Regions from separate parts of the Mus musculus genome. Here region 1 is linked to region 2. The links are chromatin contacts, called in public Hi-C maps. All regions are on one chromosome and are shown on one strand. The core of a region is the stretch at or near the end of the contact, and the rest is flanking DNA. Distances in the headings are between cores, read along the strand shown. Region 1 overlaps Stam (signal transducing adaptor molecule (SH3 domain and ITAM motif) 1). Region 2 holds the start of Stamos (signal transducing adaptor molecule (SH3 domain and ITAM motif) 1, opposite strand).

Region 1 (6,552 bases), core at 147-2,646, 63 kb before region 2:
CTTTAGTGTCTTTTCTCTGTGGCTCTCTACCTTTAGTTTTAAGACAGAATGAAGCTGAAGCTCATCCAGTCACTTTGGCTGGCCGGGCAGTGGACCTCAGGGATCTACCAGCACCATACTCTTCCTTCTCCCTAGCCACAGCACTGTGCTGGGTTTATAGGCACGCCCCACCACATGTGGGCTTTAAGGATCCAAACTTAGTTAGGCCCTTGCAGTTGTGATGCAAGCTCTTTACCATCTGAGCCATCTCTGCAGTCTGGACTATCTTTTTAAAGGAAGAAAGAAAGATACACAATTTAAATATAGTTGAAGGTCTTTTACCTATCAATATCTTCCAGCTTTTCATCAATGAGAGGTCCCATCTGGTGACACATTGCTAAGATGACAAGAAAGTAAACTTTTGAAAAATATTCATATAATTAGAAACATGAAAAGTTTAATGTGAAGTAATGAAGTTATTAATTATCCTTCATCAATAGAACCTAAAATAGATTTTTTAAAAATATAATAGTGACAATTTAAAATACTGACTTCAAAACGTTTTTTCCATCGTACAAGATTAAGATGTTGAATTTGTATAGCAAGGTTTGTGATTTCAACTTCTACTCAAGATTCAAATAGCACACGAAGGTTTTTGTGTGTGTGTGGGGGGGGGGGGGTGTTTGTTTGTTTGTTTGGTTGGTTTTTGGTTTTTCGAGACAGGGTTTCTCTGTGTAGCCCTGGCTGTCATGGAACTCACTTTGTAGACCAGGCTGGCCTCAAACTCAGAAATCTGCCTGCCTCTGCCTCCCGAGTGCTGGGATTAAAGGCCTGTGCCACCACAGCCCGGCCGTAATGTTTCCTTTCTAAGATTACTTTCAAAGCCCATCCTGGAGCAGTAGAACAAGAAAGACCTCATTTATTCTTTGCTTGTAAGGTAGACAGAAAATGAGGTTACCTTCAAGATGAAGCAGCTCTGGCAAGTCTGGCTGATTATCACTAGGATCTGTACTTTGCAACATCTGTAACAACTGGTCCATTTTATCCTACAGAAATTAAATAGTTCATGTCAAAAGCAACCAATCTCTATGAAACATTATGTTCTCATTTTGATAACTCAATCATGGATAGAAGATTTTTAGAATTCATAGTTAGGATGGTTAGTTTTCCATTTATGTTTTTAGCATCTTATGTATACCTTTTAGCACTATGAGAAATCTGACCCTTGCACGCTAACCTTAGGTATTTTTCAAAATGTCCAAACAAATCAGAACAGGATCATCCATTTAAACTTACAGGGCATAATCTCCACAATCTCTCATATCATGTTCGAGAATTTCACTTGGTTTTAGAGCAGCTGCAGTTTAGCCACACACCAGCTGGAACGTCCCTCTTAAGACAGCCTGCTGTGACTAACAGCTCAGTCATTACTTCTCTCTGGCAGAGATTATGACAGCTGTTCCACCCAGAGCCCAGGCCATCCACAGCTGTTCTTCTAAGTGGGGCTCTAAGGACTGATTCTGTTCTCTTCCATCAACATTTCAGTTTGTCATTAAAAGAAAGAAACTTCTACTTTATTCCTTTTTGTGGGAAATGATAGATCATATCCACTTACTTCAGTCCATTTCAAAATCCTTTAATACTCAGGATGGAAGGAACTAAAAAAGGCAGTTACAAAACATACCCACATAGTATACAAGATGGAGATTTTCATTTACCAAATTCTATGAAAATTATTACAAACTTCTCACACATATTTTCTATGCAGTACATAGGTACAATAAAAACTAAAAATTCAAGGTTATATCAAAGAATGTTTAAGAGATGAATTAATTGTTAGATTGACTGGAAGCAGAGGAAAGGTCCTGTCAAGGCAAATTAACTCTGTATTTTAAAATGGATATTCTTTCAGGTAAAAGATTCATGCTCATTTTAAGACATTTAAAAAGACAGCAGAAGTGTTTGTCTCCTGTTAATATAACACGGTTTCTATATGGGCCGCAGCTGAGTACTCATTCAAGCAGAATGCTCTGTAGGTCTTAGCACTCTTCATGCTCTTGTTTCTCTCACACAGAAAGGAGCACCACCACCATTTAAGCCAGGCTGAAGATGTGCCTCACCAGAAGGTCACTTGCCTGCCATGTACTAGACTCTGGGTTTTATCTCCAGGACCACAAAACAAACTATTGTTTCTTAAATCAGTAATTCCAAATTGATTTTCTCCTTAATCTCATTATAGCCTATATAATTTTATCTAAATGTACGTTCAAGTCTTCTAGAAGACATCTTTGCGATAAAATGTGTATAGGCTAGCAATATTCTTATGTGTTTTAAACTCATCTGTATGCATTAATGATTTCTACTAGTATATAAATGGGCTAAAGTAACAAAGCTCAAATTTAAGACGAAGTGAGTCAGGAATCATGGTTATTCATATTCCTATTTTATGATAGTATAGATGAAACTGACAGGAAATCTTGTTTACATATTTCAAGCTCTTAGTCTTATCATTAAACATTACTTTTAGGGGCTGAAGAGATGAATTTTAATTGGTATCATAAAGAGTTTTATAATGAGGATTTTTGTTTGTTTTCTTTTTAACATTTAGTTTAATTTTCTTAGCTTAGATATTCAGGAATGGAACTTCCAAATTAAAGGATCTAGGTGTTTTTCATGTTAATAACTACTGTGAAATTGTTGAGAACAATTCAGTAGTTGAGAACACCACAGCTCTTCCAGAGGATACCCAGCACTCATATGGCAGCTTGCAACTACCTGTTCTTCCAATTCAGGGAAAACTAATGCCCTTTCTAGCCTCTGTAGGTACCAGGCATGCAAGAGGTACCCACACATAAATCCAGGCAAAATACCCATACATGTGATGTGCAGTAAAATAAAATTTAAAAATTTAAAAGTTATATTTAATAATCTACTAGGGGGCAATTCACGGTGCTCACTGTTGTTGTTGTTGTTGTTATTATTATTATTGCAAAATGTATGAAGCCATTTGAATTGTGCTACCTAGTCATTACCACCATCAATATTTGGAACTACCCCTAGAAATCAATGCACTTCAATAAGGCTCAGTATGGGCACTGGATGAGGCTTTTATCTGTATAATGGAGAAAGAAATTGTAAAAGAGAAGAGAAAAAATGGAAAATGATGACAGGAAGTGTTCTAACACACACCAACTTCAGGAATTATTACAAGAAATGAAGTCCTGAAAAGAGTGTTATACACTGGTCTATACCAGGCGCCAGAAATTAAGCAGAGGACTACCCAATCTCTTTGGTTACTTAAGCACAAAGGCAGCTAGAAAAATATATAAACGAATGTAGTGGTACTTCAAATTTGGCCTGCTGGGAACAGTATCCTGTATGGCTTGCTAATTCCATCATTTAATACTTTACTGTAAAGTAAATTTTAGTGGATTAATATTTTGTTTTACCAATTCAATACAATATTGATACTGCTATTCAAAACAACACTATTAATAGGTGTGAATATAATTTAATAGCTATTGAGTACATGGAAAAACATGCATTTTCACAGAGCACCAATAAAACTATAAAATCTCCCATCTGCTCAACAATTTCACAGTAGTTATTAACATGAAAAACACCTAGATCCTTTAATTTGGAAGTTCCATTCCTGGATATCTAAGCTAAGAAAATTAAACTAAACGTTAAAAAGAAAACAAACAAAAATCCTCATTATAAAACTCTTTATGATAGCAATTAAAATTAGAAACTGCCTAGGTGCCTAATACTTAAATGGAGCAATATAAATCCAATCTATAACATACTAGACAGGAATTCATATTCATTCTTATTATCACTTGTTCCTCTCTGTATAGCACTAGAGATCAGTTCAGAGTCTGACACATGCTACACAAATATTCAACTACTGAGCTATATCCTCAACTGTTACCAGAATAAAAATTAAGTAAGTTTAAGTAAGGTAGAAACGAAGTCAGAGAAGCTGTAACAAAGATATATGCTTTGTCTATATTGCCAACATTCTCAGAACAAGAAAACAAGCAATCCGGCTTCCATACAAAGTTCCCGTTACTATTAAGGAAATCACTCACCTCATCAATAAAGGCTGGTTCTGGTTCTGGTTCTATTGTCTCTATCTGAACATCATCATTGAACTGTACCGTCTTCTTCTCTGTTTTAACTGAAAAAAATACATAAAAATTAAATTTTCGTCAATATAGATCTAAAAGTTTAAGTCCTTAATAGAGAATATGGACTTTAGAGACTCTATATAAGGAATAACTGAGCTGCAGACAGCATAGACAACAGCGAACAGTACTTGATAAAGCTGAATAATTCTCTCTTGCAAAACTCTGTTTTCTATAAGAGATCTTACTAAAACTAAGTTATGTTTCTGAAATTAAAAATCACCTACTTCAGAATTAAAAGTTTAATACTGGCATATATAAGTAAGTTCTATAATTTAAAGCAACTGTTTCTAAATGACCTCAGCAGAAACCTGCACTGGCCAGCACATGAGCTTGACTCTCTAGGTTCATTTACGTACAGGTGAAACATTACAGTGAGGTTCAGCGAACTGGCCATATGCACATATTTTTCTTGCTCACCAATCTTTGAAGACCACTTAATGTTAACTAAAAATGTAAGGCTGTTTCCTATGGCAACCTCCAAGTAACACAAAAAACACAGACAAGTTCTCGAGAAGGATTATCTTGTTTGGATTTTTGGTTCTTGTATCAATTATACATAAAAATTAGGAATAAAGATGAAAATGGAGATGTCACAGTAGGAGAACTATGGACAGAAATAATATTCATTACACACCTTAATGTTCTCGATGAAATAGTAAATTTGCTTGATGAATTTCCAAAACAATCCTAAAAAGTATGCCTATTTTAAGAAAGTAGTTAGAAAGATTAAAATCTCTTGCACAAAAGAAAGCTAACAATTGGAGTGGCTGGATCTGAAAGTCAACTGCTCTTGTCTTTTAGCCCTACTACTGGAATCTGGCTTGTGGCTACTGTCTCGTTAACTGCAAAGGTAAGGAACACATTCATTACATTCAAGTCACCGTAAAGTAAAATTCTACAGACCAAAAAATAAATACATAAAATAAAATAAAGGTTTGGCTGATTCATTTCCCCATGGGGAAAAGCAGACATCTGCGACAGACATTCTGCTTGCCATCCTGCACTATTAACAAGTAGAAAACTGGGACATCTCTGCATTCACTGCTATTACCCAAAAGAAAACACATGGCAGACTTCACAGAACTTATAAGACACAAGTTTGCAGCCCCCTTTCTCATAGGAACTGATACTAAATGTGTATGATGTACTATTCACACATATATAGTGGCATATTTTCTCAATATCTGTCTCTAAAATCACATAAGTGAGGCATATGTGTGCATGTGACAGGTCAAGTAAGACTGGCTTCTGTTTCCTGTAAAAGAGTGATGCTACACACATTCTGCTAGCACATTCTCCAAAGCTGAGGATGAGGACTGATTATATAAGTTCTGATCTTCCTGTTTCTTGTACAGTGTCCAGAGTGAAACATATAAAAATCACAAGACTTATAGTAAAGCAGCAGAGTTGGATGAAAGAGAAAGACTTAAATAGCTACATATCAGACATATGATCTTGGCTCTCATCTTGAAAAGAAGCCCAAAGAAGTTCTAAGCTTGCCAACAGCTGACACTGAAAAGAGCCCAAAATACAAAAAGAAAAAAACCTCTAGCAGACCAGATTATTAAAAAACATGACACATTACGCATGGTAATTCAAATATGTCTATATAGGCTTTTAAATCTATTTTTAAAAGACTATGCATACATGTCGGTGTGTGTCAGTGTGTGTGCATACATGTCCGTGTGTGTGTCAGTGTATGTGCATGCACTTACAGGGACCCTAGAAGGGCAAAGGCAATAGATCCCCAGACTTACAGGTAGCCATTAACCATTCAATGTGGGCATGGGAAACAAACTTGGGTCGTCTGGAAGAACAGCATATGTTCTTACCCACAGATGCAACTCTCCAGTCTCCAAGTTTATGCAATTTTTAGTTTCAATGACTTTTTAGTTTTACCAATGGAGAACTGAATTAAAAAGATGGGTATCAAAATTCTTAGCCAGACAGTGGTGACACACACCTTTAAAATCCCAGCACTTAGGAGGCAGAGGCAGGCGGATTTCTGAGTTAGAGGTCAGCCTGGTCTACAGAGTGAGTTACAGGACAGCAAAGGCTACACAGAGAAAAAGATGGGTATCAGGATCTACCTCTACAAAAGTGAAATAGGACAACTTGGTAGCAATGAGAAAGGACCATTTTAAAGGTCCACAATTTCAGACTTGCTAGTAAAGGCTCTTCTTCACTGTTAACATGCATGTCCACGCCATATATTCTAAGAAGATGTATACAGTATATATTGTGGTTAAGATTCAGTACCAGGTGCAAAACAGCTACAACAAAGATTCTTCCTTAAATTTTTTGTCAACTAAAGAGGAATAACAGACCTTGTGGCATTTAACTAATTTTGAATCTTTCTACCTATTTTACAGAAAGAAAAAGT
Region 2 (7,278 bases), core at 2,189-4,688:
ACTAGATTAAAGGCATGTATTTAGGTATCACCGTGCAGCTTGAACAAGTTTCTACTTTTTCAGGCTCTGGTTTATTTTCTGCTAGATGGAACTTAAATATTTGTTACAGGTAAACCTCATGGTCTGTTTTATAGTGTATCGTGAAAAAATTTGCTTCTCTTTATATCCAATTAAATTCCTGTTTGTCGCCAAAAAAAAAAAAAAAAAGAAAAAAAAGAATAAAATAAAATTTAAAAAAAAAGAAAGAAAGAAAGAAAGAAAGAAAGAAAGAAAGAAAGAAAGAACATGACTCTTAGACATCAGAACTGACTGGCAGGAAAGATTAATGACTCAATCCTGAGGTGGGCTAAGATGACAGAATGAGAAGTGGGAGGGGAATAAATGATTTTTGGTATGCTTGTTTCTAGATTCCTATCAAAATCCAGTGGAAATATTCAGTAGATGGATGCCTAAATCTCCAATACTGACTGAGACTATTTAAATTTGTGATTAACAGGAATAAGCAAAGTGCTTAAAGCTAAGAGACTAGCTGTTTTAAATCTTGCTTCACAAATATAGAAAATTTCTTCTAAGTGCTTTTTAAATATTGACTCAATTCTCTTACCAACCCTGTAAGCTAAGAAACACTGTACATTTTGTTTGTTTTTTGCTTTTGCAAATATATTTAAGGGAACATTATAATTCTTATACTCCATATTTAAAGACAAAGAAACAAAGGCAGAGAATAACCAACTAGCTTAAAGCCAGATTGCTGATAAGCAGCAAGCATGAAACCTGAACTTAAGCAAATCACTCCAAATTCTACTAAGCACTAAATCTCATAAGACTCTAAGAGAAGAAAGTCTTAATGGAGAAGAGCTGTTATTACTGCTCAGCATTTAGACACTGAAAAAAAGTGGGGGAGGGGACACTAAAAAGCTAAGCAGAAAACCAGAAAAGGGCTGATGACCTACAAACCTATGGATAAAGCACAGAAGAAAAATGTAAGACATCAATAAAAAACTGGATGAGGAACTGGCTGTTGGGATCGGTAAATACAAATCAGTAGGGACCTGATGGCACAAAGTATCTTTATAATTCAGAGTGATTTCTAAAAAAACATGTCTAACAGGCTTAACATAGTTTCAACTCAACAAGCACTTATTCAAAGCCAACTATGCAGCAGCCATCAAACAAGGAGCAAAATAAAGAACACATTGATATGTAATGTTTAAGACAAAAATGCTGAAATTTGTAGAACATGGGGAAGGTGAAAAATCACTGTATTTAAACAGCCCCCGAGACATTAAGTCATGTCTTTTAAAGTCATGACTGGCTGTGAGATGTTACTGGCATCCACTGAGTGAAGAGCAAATACAAAGTTAACAGCCTTCATGTATAGAGCATAACCTCCTTAAGGATTTTATCTATTCCAAACTGTCAGTAACACTGCTACTTATAAACTCCAGGTTGCAGGAATCAGCAAATAATTCAGGTACAACAAGTCAGACTCTAAGTTGACCTTAAAGCATGAGGACATATGTGTGGAAAGACACATGAAATAACAGAAACAAAAGTATAAAGGCAAGAAGGGGCCTGTGTTTGGACTGGGCGGTGTAGGTAGCAAGAACAGGTTTAACATCAAGAAATCCATCTGAATCCACTGCAAATGTGAGTTCAAAAAAAAAAAACAGAAAGAATACATATTAGGCCCTGGGTTCCATTTCCAATACCACAAAAAGGAACAAGCCAGGAGAATATAAGTGTGACTGATTAGCAGAAAGCAAGATCATATAGGATCACTATAGGTGCCAGGAACAGAGGCAGCAAATATTGTTTTATTATAAGCATTTGTCCTAAAGACTGATGTAACAAATTGTAAAACAGCCAAAGAGCCGCAATGAGATGGTCTTCATGGTTGCATTTCTTGTCAATGAACACTGTGTTCAGTAAGTACTGGTGCTAAGCACTTATTAAACACAATTTCCCAATTCATTACTTATTTAGCACTATTGATGATTTCTAAAGTTCCATCCACAGCTCAGATTCAGGACATTCAACTGAATCACTATGAACCAGGCAGGAAGCGGCAGTAATAGTACATTTTCTCCAGTTGGCAAAATGTAAAATTCACCTCTAATAAACAAAATTCATAAAGTAACTCTCACAAGTTATCCTTACATTCTTTTACTACAGTTATGCTTAAATTCAGCCTGTGGGACTGGATGGTATTGGTTCGCTTTCATTCCACACTATGCTGCCAGTGTAGTTCAATGTAATGCATTCAAAAACATCCCAAAATTCTTTCAAGAAATTCAAATCAGGTCTGAAAAATAGATAGCTAACCTGTTAAATTGGTATGCTTGGTACCTAATACCAATGATTCAGACAACAAAAAATTTAGCATTTCAGACCCCATCCTAGAATCAAAATCCTCTTCCACACTTCCCCAAAGGCAGAGGCCCAGCCTGAAAAAGGCATCCCAAAGGCTCATGTCTGCGTTTTCAGTTGTTGCCAAGTAATCCATCTCCATCTCTTCCAACATTTCAACCTACCAGTACGTAACCAGACCTCTCTCCTCCAGGGACCGTTATAGGGCTATTTAAAAAACCCTTTAAGTAACCTTACCTAAAACATTCTGCCAGTTCCATTGGGCCAGGCAAATACTTTGGCGATAGAGCATATAATCAATCTGCTTAAGCCAAGATACGTCTGTCCTTCGCTCTTCTCCCAGAAGCCATGCCCCAGCGGCAGATGGCTTCGTCGTCTGTTCCTCCCGAGGCAACCCTTTACCCCGAATCCCTTAAGCGATTCCTTCAAAGCTCCCCCTCCCCAAGTCCCTTACCAAGGCCCATTAGAGAGGTTCTAAGTCCCATTTCTTCCAAAGAGGATGCGCCAAGCGCTCAACCCTCTCCCAACTCTGAACGAAGGGGCCCCGGGAGAGAAGAACGTGGGCTCGGCCTCGGGAATCCAGAATGAACGAACGCAGTGGGACGGGAGTCGGCGCGGGCTCGCAGTCTCGGGGGGCACCCACGGGGGGCGGTGAAAACACTTACCAACATCCTGGTCGAAGGGGTTGGTGGCAAAGAGAGGCATGTCCGCTGCGTGCCGAGGTGTCCCCGGGGACTGCCCCTCGACCCCGCGGCACTCTAGGGGTGACGGAGAAAGGAGGCCCCTCAGGTACAAACACAGCAAGGGCGCCTGCCTGCCAGTGCAGGGTCCCTCTCAGCCCCTCCTCTCACCCACCCCAGCAACAGAGGCGGCGGCGGCGGCAACAGCCGAGAAGCGGAACAGGCCCCCGCGCGGGGCGTGTCGGGAATGTAGGCGACTTGAGCGCTGCCTGAACACTGCCCGCTCCGGGTCTGGCCAGAGCCCGCCGCCTCCGCCGAGGCCCACGCGATGAGCCGCCGCTGTCTCTTCCTCTGCTGAGTTCCCGCGTGCCCGTGGGGTTAGCGGCTAGGTTCTCGGCTTTTCCATGTCCCCGGGCGTCTCGGGAGGACGAGGTCCTTCAGGCGCACCGAGGCCGACTAAGAGCCTCTAGAGTGAATAAGAGACTGGGAGAGGGAGAGGGTTCAGTTTGGGTCCAGCCAAACCCTTAATTTTTAACTCCTTGGGTTTATTCGATGGGTTGTTGTGATGTTGCAATCCCTCTAGAAAGTCAGGCAGTCCTTTGGGTTACCCGAGGAAAATGTTGAGCGCGCTCGTCGAGGGTTCATGGAAGTTGCTGGGATTGGAGTCATGTGAGCTGGTGGAGCTGGCCTGAATCCCTTGGAGGGAGTGTCGAGGCGCACAGCCTCTCGAGAGGCTGAGGTAACGCTGGCTCATTCCCCAGCCTGAGATCAGAGGGAGCCTTCCTGGGTGTGGGCTCCGACTGACTAAACGTGCAGTCACTGAGTCCCTGAGAAGATTAGACCTTCTCAGCCTGAGATAAGCACGCACACCCAACGGCAGAAATTGAAAAAAAAAAAAAAACACACACACACACATGAAAAATGGAGCCAGACATTGATGAGGACTCTTGGCAACTTAAAATGTTGATTTGGTGATCTAATTTGTACATATGTATGTAACGCACGCCCCCTCCCCAGCTCCCAACACACACACACACATTGTCCTCTAAATCATGTGAAATCTAAAGAATCATCTCTTGGAAATATTACGTAAAGTTAGCAAGTCGGTCTTGCACATGCACTGAGATTCGGTAAAAAGTGCCCAAATAGGGACCCTTACAAAAAGGGAAGCTTATAAACATGTCAACAAGATTTGTATAACAGTACAAACAGCTTGCTTACTAAACAGTTAAAGTCGAATTTTGGAGGAAGAGGAGCAAACTAAAGCATCGGTTAACGTTTTCAGTCATTTAAAACTAAAAGAATCCAAGGGATGGGAAACAAAGTTGCCTGATGGGGTATAAATTACAGCATTCTTAAGAGAAAGGATGGGAAGTATATAGCCAGCTTTTGGAAATGTGCCTCTGGTTCCAGTTATTCTGAATTTTAAATCTTACAGTCTTTTAAAACATGAACCAAGATATTAATGGCAGCGTTGTTTACAATATCAAAGTTTTGATGACCGCTAAACTGTCCGACATTAAAGAGATTGGACAAACTCCTCTGTCTGTTTCCTCATAAATAAGAAACGGAAATGACAAACCATTGAAGATGAAATAAATTACTAGAAGCAAATCCCCTGTAATAGTGTCTAGCATATAGTAAGCACTCAAGTGGAATCAATAGTTATAATTGTACTTATTTGGCCATTGAAAGTAAGAGCATAGATGTGTATTTACATAGACATCTGAGTGGATAAGAGTTTAAAAGGCTTTAAAGACTGACTGAGGATGAGCCTCAGTGATGGGGTACTTGTTTAGAATGTGAGAGGCTCTGGGTTCTGACCTTGGCACTGAAAAAGAAAAAAAAAAAAGCCTTCAAATATATGTGAAAAAATTCTACAATTTTAAACAACCTGAACGAAAATATTTTCTGAGTAACTTAATGAGCATAATTTTTCTTTCAAAGGGGTGGAGTTAAAATATAAAAATGTGACAAATGTCAGACATTAACGCCACCATTTTCTTAAGATTTTTGAAGTGCTTTTGTGTCATTATGAGAAGTATAAAATCTTCCCACTATTGGTATGGGAAGCAGAGCATCGTCTCTCAATAGACTTTTCTCTTGATTACTGCGCTGACAGAATTAAGTGTCAACTTATCCATTTAAAATGATGGGCCAGTGCCTTAAGTACCTTATCATAATTGCCCTGACTCAGAGCCAGATGGTTATGAAAATATATTTGGGCATGCTTCTAATCCAGTAATAAAATCAAATTGTTAGGTTGTTACCTAGCAAAACACTACTTTTCAAATTTGAATCATCAATATGTGAAAATCAGAAATAACATATATTAGTATGGATAACATTAACCATGTATTCTGACATAGAAGAATGACTTTGCTATTGGGGATCTTTATTATGTAATATGCTATGAAATAGAGGTTTTAAAAATAAGAAATGTTATATGTACAAGAAAAGGCAAATATAAAAGGTGGCATGGCTTTGTATTTTGGGGTTAACTTGCCATATTACCTAAAATACTGAAATTACTCATTTTATTTTTAATAACAGTTTCTTAAAAGACATTTTAGAGACTTGATTTCACATTAAAATGTTTCTATAATATGTTTAATAAATTCCACAGTTAATTTTGAAATGTCATATCCCTTTAATTAAATTGATTTTTAAAACTGTTCTATATTATAAACAAAGATATCTGTGTGTAAAATGGAGTAGCTTCTGGAAATTTTTCTGTTATTATAATAACCCAAACTAATTAATACACTCAACCTATCTGTTAACTACTTTATATTACATACTGATTTTTCTAACATATAAATATGATATCATTCCTTCAAAACTCTTATATGATTTCTCAATCAGCCAATGAGTCAATAAATATTTATTAACTCCTTATACCTTTGAGGTATCTATATGTTAGAAATAATATAGGATACATATCAGGAAGAGAGTCCTTAAGTTATTGTCCGATTATGGGTGTGCAGAGAGTCTCCTCCCTTCAAAGTCAATTCATTTTTTAAAATAGAGCAAATGTAGAATTCTTAAGAAAAAGTGAGAAAGAATGTTTAAGAATGGGAGGCGCTCTAAGGGAGGAATATTTAACCTTAGTACTACCATTACATCCTTAATGCATTGGACTTGCTTGCCCCTTCACTTCATATACTCTAGTTTTTTTCTGAACTATGACAGCAGTCCAGATGTCCCATGCCTCCCACATCCTTAAACAAACAACTTTTACCACTTTTCTTGTATTTAGAAATCTCTGGACCTTCTCTCAATCTCCACTTAGGAGACACTGACAAAAAGCCTTTCCAAATTCAGTACGTTATAAATAATGATACATCATAAGTTTTTGCTAATTAATTGACTGGTCACTTCTATCACAGCAGTCAGTGGGGTGATGTTTGTTCCACATATTGATTTCTACATAACACATTCTAAGTGTAGCCTTTTAGTGTAAGAACAATAATTTATTTTGCTTACGAATCAAAAGTTTTGTCAGACCTCACTATGAACAGCTTGCCTCTCCTCCTTTCAGCATCAACAGGACTACTACAGTGACTGGGATCACTACAGCTCGTTTTCAATATTTAACAAAGTTGCTCAGAGTCTGTCTGGCAATGGATGCTGGAAGTTGGCTGAGTCACTGGGGCTGTCTGCCGCACCAACTGCACAGAACATGCTATGTATCGGCTTGGCTTCTCCCAGCATACTGAATGGACATAAGTCAGAACGTTTCAAGAGACAAGAGAACGCCTCACATTCCTTAAACTGTGGACCAGGAAGTGGGGAGAGGGTCACTTCAATCATACTCTATTGCAGCCACAATGACTTTCAACAAATCGGCGTAGAGGGCATGTTTAAAAGCTACCACAATATTGGACCCAATGTTTAAGCATTTTATTTCAAATCATTTATATGCATTGGCTCTTCATAATTAGTAGCTCCACGACATTTATTAAATGGAATAAATGCAATCTGCTAGGATTAAAATGGCATATTATAATTACTGGCCATAAGGAAGTAACAAAATCTGTGCTTTATTGTAAGCAAAATAAAACTGGGGAAATTCATATGTTATGGATTAGATTGAAATGTGCCTTAAAGGCTCATGTATCCCCTCACTGGTGATGCTATTGAAGATGGTGAGATCATGAGGATGCTAACCTCATCAAGGGATACTGTTCATAGCGGAACAGGAAGTGAGGTCTGGTCAGAGGAAGTA

The links. A called contact is a pair of places that touch in the nucleus more often than the background predicts.
Region 1: a contact with region 2 is called in a Hi-C map of muscle stem cells, with 3 times the contacts expected there. The contact joins the enhancer-like site here to the promoter of Stamos in region 2. A contact is called at or near these places in 5 of 39 promoter capture datasets (the C10 cell line, hippocampal neurons, liver and 1 more), 1 of 15 datasets of contacts at CTCF or cohesin (CD8 T cells), 17 of 484 Hi-C or Micro-C datasets (the C2C12 cell line, LSK cells, Th2 cells and 12 more), 12 of 115 datasets of contacts at active chromatin or transcription factors (the 230-238 cell line, the HPC-7 cell line, the SCID.adh cell line and 8 more) and 4 of 9 other capture datasets (adipose tissue, liver, macrophages and 1 more).

Annotation. Positions count from the first base shown.
Region 1 is chr2:14,131,960-14,138,511 of GRCm38.p6, reverse strand. It overlaps Stam (signal transducing adaptor molecule (SH3 domain and ITAM motif) 1), which reads right to left. Exons shown (of 14, transcript NM_011484.3): 9 at 4,071-4,159; 10 at 938-1,025; 11 at 322-376. Among named protein-coding and RNA genes, the nearest start is that of Tmem236, 39 kb to the left of the region's middle. Within about 2 kb of position 1,396, at least 20 of the 459 cell types and tissues checked have an H3K27ac peak or open chromatin away from gene starts, as enhancers often do. A contact at or near this core is called in the C2C12 cell line, muscle stem cells and pre-pro-B cells, where this site is marked.
Region 2 is chr2:14,070,094-14,077,371 of GRCm38.p6, reverse strand. Stamos (signal transducing adaptor molecule (SH3 domain and ITAM motif) 1, opposite strand) reads left to right here and starts at 3,438. Exons shown (of 2, transcript NR_038162.1): 1 at 3,438-3,789; 2 at 6,592-7,039. Stam (signal transducing adaptor molecule (SH3 domain and ITAM motif) 1) reads right to left here and starts at 3,272. Exons shown (of 14, transcript NM_011484.3): 1 at 3,036-3,272. The coding sequence starts at 3,075.